2 separate regions of the Sus scrofa genome follow, and region 2 is linked to region 1. A link is a contact called in public Hi-C data. All regions are on one chromosome and are shown on one strand. The core of a region is the stretch at or near the end of the contact, and the rest is flanking DNA. Distances in the headings are between cores, read along the strand shown. Region 1 holds the start of SPATA24 (spermatogenesis associated 24). Region 2 holds the start of CXXC5 (CXXC-type zinc finger protein 5).

The links. A called contact is a pair of places that touch in the nucleus more often than the background predicts.
Region 2: a Hi-C map of subcutaneous adipose tissue shows a contact between it and region 1, with 1.6 times the contacts expected there. The contact joins the promoter of CXXC5 here to the promoter of SPATA24 in region 1. A contact is called at or near these places in 5 of 47 Hi-C or Micro-C datasets (psoas muscle, skeletal muscle and subcutaneous adipose tissue) and 1 of 2 datasets of contacts at active chromatin or transcription factors (skeletal muscle).

The regions. Positions count from the first base shown.
Region 1 is chr2:141,291,058-141,297,199 of Sscrofa11.1, reverse strand. SPATA24 (spermatogenesis associated 24) reads left to right here and starts at 4,006. Exons shown (of 6, transcript NM_001177922.1): 1 at 4,006-4,149; 2 at 5,803-5,868; 3 at 6,096-6,142. The coding sequence starts at 4,033.
Region 2 is chr2:141,478,045-141,484,167 of Sscrofa11.1, reverse strand. CXXC5 (CXXC-type zinc finger protein 5) reads right to left here and starts at 3,176. Exons shown (of 5, transcript XM_021084872.1): 1 at 3,076-3,176.

The sequences.
Region 1 (6,142 bases), core at 2,757-5,256:
TTTTTTTGAAGGAGATGGGAGAACATTGTTGGAATGCTCCCATTTCCACGAATCGCACCACCATCCATCCAAGTATGAAGTCAGAAACCAGGGAGACTTTGTGTGGTAGACTTAATTTAGTATCTCCCAATGGACCACACCTAACATTCATGACCTTGTGTAGTCCCCTCTCTGATGTGGGCTGGCCTTGATTCTTCGCTGATAGAATGTGGCAAAACCCAGCAGCTTCCATTTCTGCACTTTGGGGAAGCCACTGCCATATAAGTCCCACCACCCTGAGACCACTAAGCTAACCACGCAGAGAAGCCATGCAAAGGAGAACCAGACAAGTAAGCTGGCGGCAAGAATTGAACCCAGGCACATGATCCATGCCAAGCAGGTTATGCCACCCCCACTGATGATCATAGCAGAAATGAGCTGCCTGCCAAGCTAGTTCAAACTGCAGAGTCATGAGCAAATAATACAGTGGCTGTTTTAAGCTATGGTATGTGGTAATCTGCAGCAGGGGACAACTACAACACCTTGGCTCTCCTTTTCCCGTATCCTCTCCATCATTAAGTCCTATCAGTTTTACTTCCAGAACATCCTAAATCCATCCACTCTCTTCATCTCCTCTGACCCGAACAATCAAATTACCATCCACTCTCTCTGACAGAAGCCCCTGCAGTAGCTGCACCAGCATAAGTCTCCGTGCATCTGTTTGGGCCCTCTCCGATCTGTACACCTCTCTGCAACCAGGGAGATCTTTTCAAACCATAAGTTACAGCATGTCACCCTCTTGCTTAAAATATTTCCGTACCTATCTTGCCTCCAGAATAAAAGTCAGCCAAGTCTTCATCTTGACCGAATGCTTGACTAAGCTCAACCGAGTTTCTGGCCTCTACCCTTGCTTGTCCTATACATCTTTTTCTTTTCTGCTGTACTAGCCTTTTAGTTACTACACGCTGGCAACCCTTGTGCCCAAGGAGCTTTTGTGTATACTGTTCCCTCTTTCTGGGGCCCCTTCCCACTCACCTGGCCCTGCCCCCCTTGCTAAGTGCCTCCCAGTCACCTTAATAGGTCTCAGCTCAAACGTCTCTTCCTCACAGCCTTCTCTGACACCCCAGATTGGGCTCTTTTAAATTTCTCTCATTGCTCTCTTTCTTGCACCTGTCATAGCTATAATGTTATTTACTTGAATAATGACTTAAATTGGGATTTATGTGAATGTTTAGTTGATGATTATCTGTCTCCCCCAAGTTCTAGTCTGATTTTATTTGAACTGAACCTTGAAGGAAATGACTTGTCACCTGTCAGGACTTCTCTGGACCTATAGCTCAAATTCTTTGAAACTACTCCCATCGAAAGGTAGGATGGAGAGGAATTCCCATCATAGCGCAGTGGAAACGAATCCAACTAGGAACCATGAGGTTTCGGGTTCGATCCCGGGCCTCACTCAGCGGGTCAAGGATCCGGAGTTGCCGTGAGCTGTGGTGTAGGTCGCAGACACAACTCGGATCCCACGTTGCTGTGGCTCTGGTGTAGACTGGTAGCTACAGTTCCGATTAGACCCCTAGCCTGGGAATCTCCATATGCCGCAGGTGTGGCCCTAAAAAGACAAAAAAAAAAAAAAAGGTAGGATGGGGAGTTCCCATTGTAGCTCAGCAGTATCGAACCCAGCTAGTTTTCTTGAGGACACAGGTTCAATCCCTGGCCTCACTCAGTGGGTTAAGGATCCGGCATTGCCGTGAGCTATGGTGTAGGTTGCAGATAAGGCTTGGATCTGGTGTTGCTGTGGCTGTGGTTTAGACTGGTGGCTGTAGCTCCTAATCGACCCCTAGCCTGGGAACCTCCATATGCCTCATATGCAGCCTTAGGGAGAAAAAAAAGTTGGAACATGTCCCCTCTGCTCTGTGGTTCCTTGACCAATAGAGTTGTGCAGAAGTGACACGATGGCGGTTTTTAGGCCCAGGCCTTAAGGAACGCAATTTCCATTTCATCACTTTGGATGCTTTCTTTTTTTTTTTTTTTTAATTAATTAATTAATTAATTAATTAATTTATTTATTTATTTATTGTCTCTCTCTCTTTTTTTTTTTTTAGGGCCGCAGCCACTGCACATGGAGGTTCCCAGCCTAGGGGTCTAATCAGAGCTATAGCTGCCAGCCTACGCCATGGCCATAGCAATGTAGGATCTGAGCCTCATCTGCAACCTACACCACAGCTCCCAGCAACGCCGGATCCTTAACCCACTGAGCAAGACCCAGGATCGAACCTGCAACCTCATGGTTCCTAGTCGGATTTGTTTCCGCTGCACCACGAAATGGAATTCCTGCATGCTTTCTTTTAAACTCGGTTGTCATGCTCTGTGCAAGCCCAAGCAGCCCATGAAGAGGAACCCAGAACCTCAGTTTTGGGTTAAGCATCCAACTGCTGCGGCTCAGATCACTGTGGAGGCATCCTGGGCAGTGGGTTAAAGGATCCAGAGGTGCTGCAGCTGCAGCATAGGTCACAGCTGCAGCTGGGAATTCAGTCCTGGCCAGGGAACTTCCATATGCTGCTGATGTACCCATAAAAAAACAAACAAAAACTTGGACTGTGAAGTCAAACTGCCCATCAAAACCCTGTTCCAAGTCTCACTAGCTTGGGTGACCTTGGCTTGTTGAGTTATTCATTCTCATAGAAGCTGCATTTTCTCATCTGTAAAATGGAGACATTAGAAACTACTTTACAAGGTTATTATGAAAATCACATGAAATACTAGTAATAAGGCATAATGGGAGTTCCCCTCGTGGCTCAGTGGTAACAAACCAGACTAGTATCCATGAGGACATGGGTTTGATCCCTGGCCTCACTCCGTGGGTTAAGGATCCGGCGTTGCCATGAGCTGTGGTGTAGGTCACAGACGTGGTTCAGATCTGTTGCTGTAGCTGTGGTGTAGGCTGGCAGTGGTAGCTCCAATTCGACCCCTATCCTGGGAACCTCCATATGCCACAGGTGTGGCCCTAAAAAGCCGAAAAGAAAAGAAAAAGAAAAAGGGCATAATGATGTCACGAAGAGTCAATACTTAATAAATATTAGCTCTGGTTTACCCCAAGCATAATCTTATTTGTCTTTCAAAAAAAGCCCTCAGTAGGCATTGGCGGAGATGTGTGATCATCTTATCCTTCCCTGCTTCCATTTGACAAGTCTCCTGCTCGCCCACTTCAGTTCTCATCTCTTCAGGCTCTCCAGGGCCCTCCCCAGTGCCTTGACATGGCCACACATGGCCCCAGTGTGGCTGCCCGGAGCCTAGTACTGGAGTATGAGGAATCTTTTTTTTTCTTTTTAAAATGTATTTATGTATATATGTATGTATGTATATATGTATTATTTTCGGCCTTGCCAGCAGCACGCAGAAGTCCCCAGGGCCAGGGATGGAACCCATGCCACAACAGTGACAACAGTGGGTTCTTAACCTGCAGAGCCACCAGGGAACTCCAAGGAGCCTTATTCTAGGTAAAGCCACTCTCCTTTTCCATTCTTGAGCTCCACTTCTTTGCCTGGACTCAGGTCCACTAAGTGCTAAGTGTATTCCCAGGAGGAAGAGGGATCACAGGAAGCCGGAGGCTCCTACAATAAGGGGAATTAGCGATTAGAGTGGGATGATGAGACGTATGAAGCTAAAGATGCAGCGGTTGCCTTAGCTGACTCTTGCTTCGCGGACTTGCAGTTTAATGGGCCCAGGGGAAAGGCCAAGGGGCTGGTATCTGCTCCTCAGCCCTTACAGTAAGTATAGGTCGGGCCTGCCTGCTCCTCAGGCCTGTGTGAGAAACACCGTATAATACATGTTCAAATCCTCTATAAACTTCGATTACGAATGGTGTTAGTTCTCTGCCCCATGTGCCGCCTCTTAGTGAACGGCTCCTTTAAGAGGCGAGCCCTACCGCTGCTAACAAAGGAAGTCCCCGCCCCCGGTTGCCAAGGTGCTCTGTGGCGTCGCATTCTCATTGGTGGGCGACGGACGTGAGGCTGCCCGCGGCAGCCATTTCCAACGAGCTGGCGGGGGCTAAAGATGGCGACGCCCCTCGGGTGGTCGCAGGGGGGGTCAGGATCGGTGTGTCTCGCCTTCGATCAACTGCGGGACGTGATTGAGTCTCAGGAGGAACTGATCCACCAGCTGAGAAACGTGGTACGCAGCCAGGAGAGCTGGGGGAGAGGCCAGACTGGACGCCTAAATGGTGGGGACGGGGCCAGACCCTGTTCTGACGCCAGGGGCGTGCCTAGAGCACCTGCTAGTGGCGTCATCAGAAGGAGGCGGGGCCCAGTTGTGTTCTGGCTGGTAGGGGTGGAGCCAGAAAGGGGTAGTGTCTCATGAATATTTACCAGGGAATTTTAGACCTAACCAAGTTCTAGGGAGTTCCCCTCATGACCCGGTGGTTAACAACCTGACTAGTATCCATGAGGACGCGGTTAGATCCCTGGCCTCGCTCAGTGGGTTTCGGATCTGGCTTGCCGTGAGCTGTTGTGTAGATCGCAGAGGGCTGGCTGGATCCCGTGTTGCTGTGGTTGTGTTGTAGGCTGACAGCTGCAGCTCTCATTCGACCCCTTGGCTGGGAACTTCCGTATGCTCATAAAAAGCCCCCCCCCAAAAAAAGTTCTCTATTCTCATTGCCTGGTTGTACAGGGCCTGGTAGATATGCCTGTCTATTCGCTGAGCTTCGGTTTCTCCATTTCTTTATTTTTTTTAATTTTAAAATTTTTTCTTAGGGCCACACCTGCAGCATATGAAGGTTCCCAGGCTAGGGGTCGAATCGGAGCTACAGCTGCCGGCCTACACCACAGCCACAGCAACCCCAGATCTGAGCTGTGTCTGCAACCTACACCACAGCTCACAGCAGCGCCAGATCCTTAACCCACTGATCAAGGCCAGGGATCAAAACCGTGTCCTCATGGATCCTAGTTGGGTTCCTTAACCACTGAGTCACGAGGGGAGCTCCCAGTTTCCCCATTTCTAATTGGAGGGGACTTCAATGACGTCTCAAGGCCCTTATGTGCAAAGAACCTATACATCCTTCCTATTAGGGAATCCCCTCCCCGTGCTGAGTGCAGTAAGCACAGAACTGGCTCTTCACATGTTGACTTACAGGCTTCCAACCCCATTATGTACCTTTGCTTTTGCCTTATCAATCAAACCCCAGTTCTTGGGTGCAAAGCTTTGGAGCCACAGATTACCTGGACAGGCATGGTAAAGTCCTGGCCAGCTAAAGTCCATGGTTTTTCTATTTTTGTTTTTTCTCGTGATAAGAAGGCAGAGTCAGAATAAAACTGACTTCACACCTGTTTCTTGCTCTGACAGTTGTATGCAGTTCTGGGCACTGAATTAGCTGGGTACTTGGGTACCCAGGTCTTTTGGTTGGCAGCTGGCCTTTGCATATGTGTCCTCACTCTCTGGAACACTTTTCTCTTCCCTTCTTTTCTTCTGGCCCACCCATATTTAGCAGTCAGATACCAGGTGGACATCTCTTTCCCTCGAAACAGTTCTGACCCTTCCCCAGGCCGGGTCTGGGCCCTCCTGTGGCTACCACGGCCCTCTGTACTTCATCATGGCCCACACCACACTGGAAGGGCTGGCCATGGGCTGCCTTCTCCATGAGACCGGTTGCTCCTCAACCCAGAGCTGAGCATCCATGAATCTTGTGGAATGGAACTCTCCCTTCCGTGGGCCCCAGTGTCATCCTAGGTGTCCTGGGCTTCATTCCATTCTTTCTCCTTGGTCCTGGTCCCTAGAGAACACCCCTGTCACCCCAGCCCCAGGCCTTCCCTGAGCCAGGCTCTGTTGCAGATGGTTCTCCAGGACGAAAATTTTGTCAGTAAAGAAGAGTTCCAGGCAGTGGAAAAAAAGCTGGTGGTAAGTGATGGCCCCTGTCAGCTTCTGATCTTCCCCCATTTCCCAGGATCCCTGTGGTTGGGCAGAATCCTTGAGTATTGCCTCTGAGAGCCTCGAGCCCTGACAGTAAGAACTCAGTCTTTCTGTCCCCTGGCTTCTCTGTGCCGCCCTGAGAGAGGGCTGATTAAGGGAGCCTAGGAGACCCAGCGTGGCTTAGGGTAATGAGGTTACCACTGCTGCCCCTGCAGGAAGAGAAAGCTGCCCATGCCAAGACCAAGGTCCTCCTGGCCAAGGA
Region 2 (6,123 bases), core at 1,927-4,426, 190 kb before region 1:
CCATTCAGGGCCCCAGGGGGTGGAGACAGAGGGCGGAGCTTCTACCCTGGGCCTGCCTCCAAAGCAGGAACAGAGTCAGCGATTGGTGCCGGCACCCCCAGTAGGGTGGGGCTTGACACACAGTAGGGGCTCAATAAATACACACTGGGCCGAGGAATAAGGGAATTAGACATAAAGACGGGGCAATAATAATGCCAACGGGAAGGTCCGCCCCATTCTTGGCGCGTTAAAGCAGGCTTCAAAGCACAGTGCTGGGGGAGCTCGTCCAGACTTCAGGGTCCAGACAGGCGCTCTAGGAGAGTAGGCCCGGGTCTGGCTCATGGGGATCCTGCCATGCCCCCACCTTATCCCGCACCCTGGAAAGTCAGTGGACCTCAGGCCAGCCCACACGCCTTCCTCCCAGAGAGGGCCCCCACTTCCATTCCACTCTTCCCTAAACAGGTGGAGCGCTAAAGAAGGTATCTGACTCCCAGAGACTTGGTCCTCGAGCGAGATGCCAGCCTGCCTCTCACACCCCTATGAGCCTCAGTTTCACACTTGGCAAGTGGGTCGAAGGTAGGCAGAAAGCTTGAAAGAGCCAGAAAGCGGTGGGGGTCACAGTGGGAACCCAGAGAACACAGGCCTGAGCTGGCCTGGGCCCTGGATGCAGAAGGCTCCCCTCCCCTCCCCTCCCCCCACCCAGCCCAGCCCTGCCGGGTGGACATTCCAGGCCTCACGTGATAAAGACGAGGCCGCTGGCCCACGGGTAAGTCAACAGGCTCTGTCGGGGAGAGATAGGAGGCCCTGGCCAGGGTCACCTGCTGAGCGGGGGGGGGGGGGGGGCGGCAGCCGGGCCCAAATACACACATAAATAAGGCACCAAAGGACAGCCAGTCAGCCGAGGGTCTGCCTTCGGCGGCGGAGGAACCTCTGCCCCCACCCAGGAAAGGGAGGTGGCACGGGAGAGGGAGGGGCAAGCCCAGCTCCTGCCCTCCTGGTAGCGCGGGGCTCCTACCGGGGTTGGAGGGGGGCTTCCACCAGGATCCCCAGGACCCACTGAGCGCTCAGAGGCCAACCTCCCTCAGCTGTTCCCACCCCTTCCCAGGGCAAAAATCATCTCCTCCCCAAGGAGAGAGGACAATTTCCGTTCTGAGAAGGGGGTGAGTTCTGGGAAGGGGGTGACAGCTGCAGAGCGGGCCACTCCCCCCCCCCGCAGCTCTTACTTGAGCCTCATCCAGGGAAACTGCTAAATCAACACTACGAAGTAGTAGGTAGCGCGGGCCTCAGTCGCCTCGAATCGCTCTCCAAAGGGCTGTGGAGGAGGAGGCTTCGGGGCGCAGCTCCCGGGTTTCCTCGGTTGGCACCCAAGCTACGGGGGTCCTTCGGGAGCGGGATCAGGGCGCGTTCGGGCCACCCCCTAAGGACGTCTCATTTAAACGCTCTCAGCTGCAGGGACAGCCACCCCCCCCCCGCCCGCCCGCCCCCGCGAGCCGGGGCAGCTGAGGTGGCGCCGGGCGTTCAAATAGCGCTCCAAACAAGTCCGCAGCCACCGCGCACGCAGCCCCCGCCAGGCGGCCCCAGCGGAAAACTTGAAAGGGACTCTGTTTGCCGGTCGCCCTGGGGCGGCTCCGGCGGGGCGAGGGCCGAACGACCGCACACGCCCCCTCCCCAGTGCTTCCTGCGCCAACGCGGGGAGGGGACGGCGGGCCCGCCACAAAACCCAGGGCTCGGAACAGCGCCCGCGGCGCAGGGAGGCGGAGGGCCAGAGGCTGCCTCGCCGGGGCCGCCCCCCCCACCCCCGCCCCAGCCCCTTCCATCCCAAGAAGCGACTCTCAGACCACCCAGGGTCGAGGGGGGCCAAGGAGGGTGCGGCTGCCAACCCTTCAGCACCCCCCCCCGTCGCAGGAGACAAGGGGAGGGCACGAGTCTTTCCGGATGGGTCCCTACAGAACCCCCAAATCTGCGGCTGCCTCCTCGCAGCCCGTGGCACCAGCCCAACTCCGCGCACCTTTTCCGATTCCTAAAGCGGGGGGGGGGGGGTAGCAAAAAGCGAACCTAGTCCCTCCTTGAGCGCTTCGGCTCTCCTGACAGGTCCCAGGGGCAGCCCCCCATTTAAAAACCGGGGTCACTCACTTTCTGTTGATCCTACAAATAAACAAAGCCTGACGCACCCCGCGCTCCCCGCCGGGAAGCAGCCCATTCCGGGCGAGGACAACTTCCCCCGGCAAGAAAATTAACACATTCTTCCCGAGGCGGTGCAGCCCCTCGCTCCGGGGAAGCAAAGGGGAGGGGGGGCTGGGGCCCAAACTTCACGGGTAAATTTGGAGCCAGAGCAGCGAGGCAGGCGCCTGGGACACCCGCCTCCCACAGCTCCGCAGCGAGAGGAACACCCCCAGTCTCCCACCCTGGCTTTGCCTGCTGTTTGGCCACGCGGGGCTCGAGAGCCAGCCTGAAAGACTCCCCAGGGCTGGGGAGGATGGGAGAACGAGGCCGCGGGGAGCAGCGGTGGTGGGGGGTGATCCTTTAACGGAAAAAGAAGGTCAAACTTGATCAGCCCGCCAGGCACCCCGCGGGCAGCGGGGGCGAGGAGCCGGAGGGGAAATGTAGAAGTGGCCACCGCCCCCTCAAGTGGAGGGGGAGACTCAGCCACGCGTGGTCCAGGGCATTAAGAGCAGTTACCGTCGCCCCCCAAACACCAGGCTGCGAATGGGGCATGGTGGGGGGAGTGCGCGCCGGAGAGCTCCAATCAGCCGCCCCCGCAGGCGGAGCGCCCGCCCAACACCGAGAGGTGAGGACCCGGGCTCCCGCCGCCCCTGAGCCCTCAGGCTCGAGGACCTGGGGAGGGGACAGGAGCCCCAGCCCCAATCCATGGCGCCCAAGCCGCCGTCCCCGACCCTAAAACCCCTCTTTTTGTCTGAACTCAGTGATCTGCGACCGAGCTGACTGCGGCTTGGGGAGGCTGGAGTATAGCAGAGGCCACCGAGCGATCCCCGGAGCTCGGGCTCCCAGCCGCCGGGGCTCCCGGGCTCAGGCCACCGGCACCCCCTGCCCCACCCAAACCCGGACCCCTCCTTCCCCGTCCCTGGCTCTCCGCACCTGAACTTCGGGGGAGCCCGCGCCGCCAAACTTTCCGCCGACTTGCAGCGAACTCCGGCCCCGGCCGCGCACCGGGCCCCGGGGAGGAGAGGGAGGTAGGCGGGGAAGGGGAGGGGGCCGGCCTCCGGGGGGTCGGGGGAGGGCCGTGGCCCGACACCTACCGGCTCTCAGAGTCGTCCAAGCCGCCACCGCCGCCGCCGCCGCCGCCGCCGCCGCGAGGCCGAGGGGGAGGGGCGGGGCGGAGAGCTGCGCTCCTCTCTGGGCACAGCCGCCGCGGTGCGCTCCGCTCCAGCCGCGCCGCCCGCCGTGCCCGGGGCCGGAGCCGGAGTCACGCCGCCGCGGCTGGCCGGAGGCGGGGAGGGGGGGGGAGCCTGCAGCACCTGCCCCTCCTCCCCCTCCCCGCGGCCCAAATTAAAAAACAACAAAAAGCAACTAATCACCCCCGAGCGCAGCGCGGCGCGGCTGGCGGAGGGCGCAGCGTGAGGCGCCCGGACTCAGCAGGCGGCGCGCATGGCTGGGCGCGGGCTGGGCAGGGCTGGGACGCGGGGCCCGGCTTCGGGGAACAAGGTCCTGCCGCTCTTCTCGCTCGGCTCCGGCGCCTGCTCTCGCCGCCGCCGCCGCCTCTGCTGCCGCCAGTGCCGCCGCCTCTACATCCCCGCTCAGGCTCCGCCGCCTCTGCCGCCGCCGCCGCCGCCGCCGCCGCGCGCCCGCCGGGGCAGGAGCTCTGAACGCTGCCCGGGGGCTGCCGGCAAAACCCGGACCGGACTCGACGCTCCCTCCCTCCCGACGCAGCCCTGGCCACTTGGACGCCGCAGGCTCTGAGGCTGGAGCTGCAGCCACTGCGCCTCCAGCTCTCCGCGCCCTGACCTGGTCGGCCCTGGCTCAGCTCCCCGGCGCGCCCCGTCTTCACCTCTTTCTCCGCAACTTTACAAAAATAAATAAATAAATACATAAGAGGACCTCTCTCGTTTTGTGAGGAGGGCATGCGCTCGGCGACGCACCTGACGAGGAAATCCGCCGCCCCTCTGTCCCCTCTGTTCGGCCGGCCGCCAAGCTGCAAGGACCGGTGCTGAGGGTTTGGCCGCGCCCCGCGGCTCAGCGGCGCGTAGGGTCGGGAACTCCTAGCCGAGCACTCTCGGAATTAGACGCGTGTTGAAGGACTCCTCCCTTCCCAGGGCGCTTTCCCGAACTCGGTGGGCTCTAGTTCTCCGGGAGAAAGGGAGCCGAGGTTCCTGTCCCCATTTCACAGATGAGGAAACCGAGCCGAGGAAGGGCATTTTGTTTCCTGTGCCGGCGCCACCCCAAGCCCTGAGTCCTGGAGCTAAAGCGACTGCATTGTGGCCCTGAGACGGGACCGCGAAGTGTAAACTCAGCCTGAGACAGTGCCTAGCACAGAGCATTGCTCGACAGACAGATACCGGCTGAAAGAGAACAAAAGCCCAGTGGGTACAGATTTGGGCCCGCATATCCTGAGCACCACTCGGTGCCCCTCCATCTGCCCAGCTTGGGCTAATCCTAAGGCTGCAGATGTCCTCTTCTCATCTCTTCAGTGACCCATAGAGCCAGCCCCAGGCCCACTCATATAATCCCGAACTGCCGATAGTGCCAGCGTGGAACGTTTCCTTCCCTTCTGTGGAATTCGTGGGGGTGGGTTTGTCTTCCTCTGCTAGCAGAGACAACACAGCCCCCGACCAACCGGAGACCCTAGTGGAAGAGGGGGAGGACCGTGCGGGAAGTCTGCCTGGGGATACACCTGATAACAGGGAGTTTGCTGCAGAGACCTGGGTGCCACAGGAGTCGCCTCTGTGAAAGAAGCGAAACAAGCTGCCACCTCTCTGCTTCCTCTCCTCTGGGTGGCCTGCCTGGGGGGTGGAGGGCCTGAGGCCTGTGTCTCCCAGGAGCAGCCCCTGGTGCCCACCTTCCGAGCCATCTAAAGGTGGCTTTTGGGACCTTGACCCAGCCAGGGGATAAGGTTGTGAGGCAGGTGTCAGATGGCTCCCCTGACCTCCCAGGCCACAGGGAGCGAGCCTCTCGTGGACACTCTGCTCCTTCCACAAATGCCGAGAAGGGTCCTCCCCTCACTGTGTGCCCAGGAATGGCTCCCTAGGGGAGGCCCCGAGGAGCCTCTCCTTCTCCTCACCAGCAGCCTTCCTCAGCGCCACCCCAAATAGACATACCATGCGAGTGAAGCAAGGTACCTGCTCTGGGAACACAGTTTTAAGACAAACACCTCCAGGCTATCGGCCTCAAACTGCTTAAAGGCAGATATTCTGGGGCCCAGCCCAAGTGTCAGGGACTGTGTTGGGCACTGACCATATGGGGAAAAGGAGACAGGATCCCAGGCCTAGAAGCTCCAGGATCTCCAAACTCTTGGCCAGCCACCATCTGCTTTTTCTGGGGAAGCTGAGGCCCAGACTGTGACCTGTCCCCCAGGAGTCAGTAGCAGGCCTCAGCAGATTGGGCCCCAAGAGATGAAACAGACCTGCAGGGCTGCTGAAGCCTAGGGCGAAGGCAGGATCAGGCCCTGCACCCTGAAAAAAAGCTTCATGCTGAGATCCATGGGGGGTGTGTGTATGTGTGTGTGTGTGTGGTGTGTGTGATTTCTCCCCCCCAGGGAATTACAAGTCCACATTTTCCTCCCAGACCTCTGCCCACCTCCCCAGGTCAGAGGGCAAAGGCCAAGGTTCTGCAGGCGGCCATGGACATGAGTCAGGGGATCCCAGGGGCGACGTTCTCAGGGAAGGGGTGTTGACAGGCGCCTGGCCCGGGTTGGAGGGCAGCTCTTGGAGTCTTCGGCTTCTCCTGGAATTCAGAAGTGGAAAGAGACCCGGATCCTCACGCCACTCCAGGTCAGAACCACAGAGGAGAGTGGCAGAACTGTCCACACGGAAAATGCAGTAGAACAGGAAATGTCCTGCAAATCATCCACACGGAACTCTCCACCACAACAAGGAGAGAAGGGGAGACACCCAGGAAGCATTAGGCGGGAGATCTCTGGCCTTGGGGGAGACCATCCCCTCCCCAGCCCCCTTCCATGAGAACTGAAGG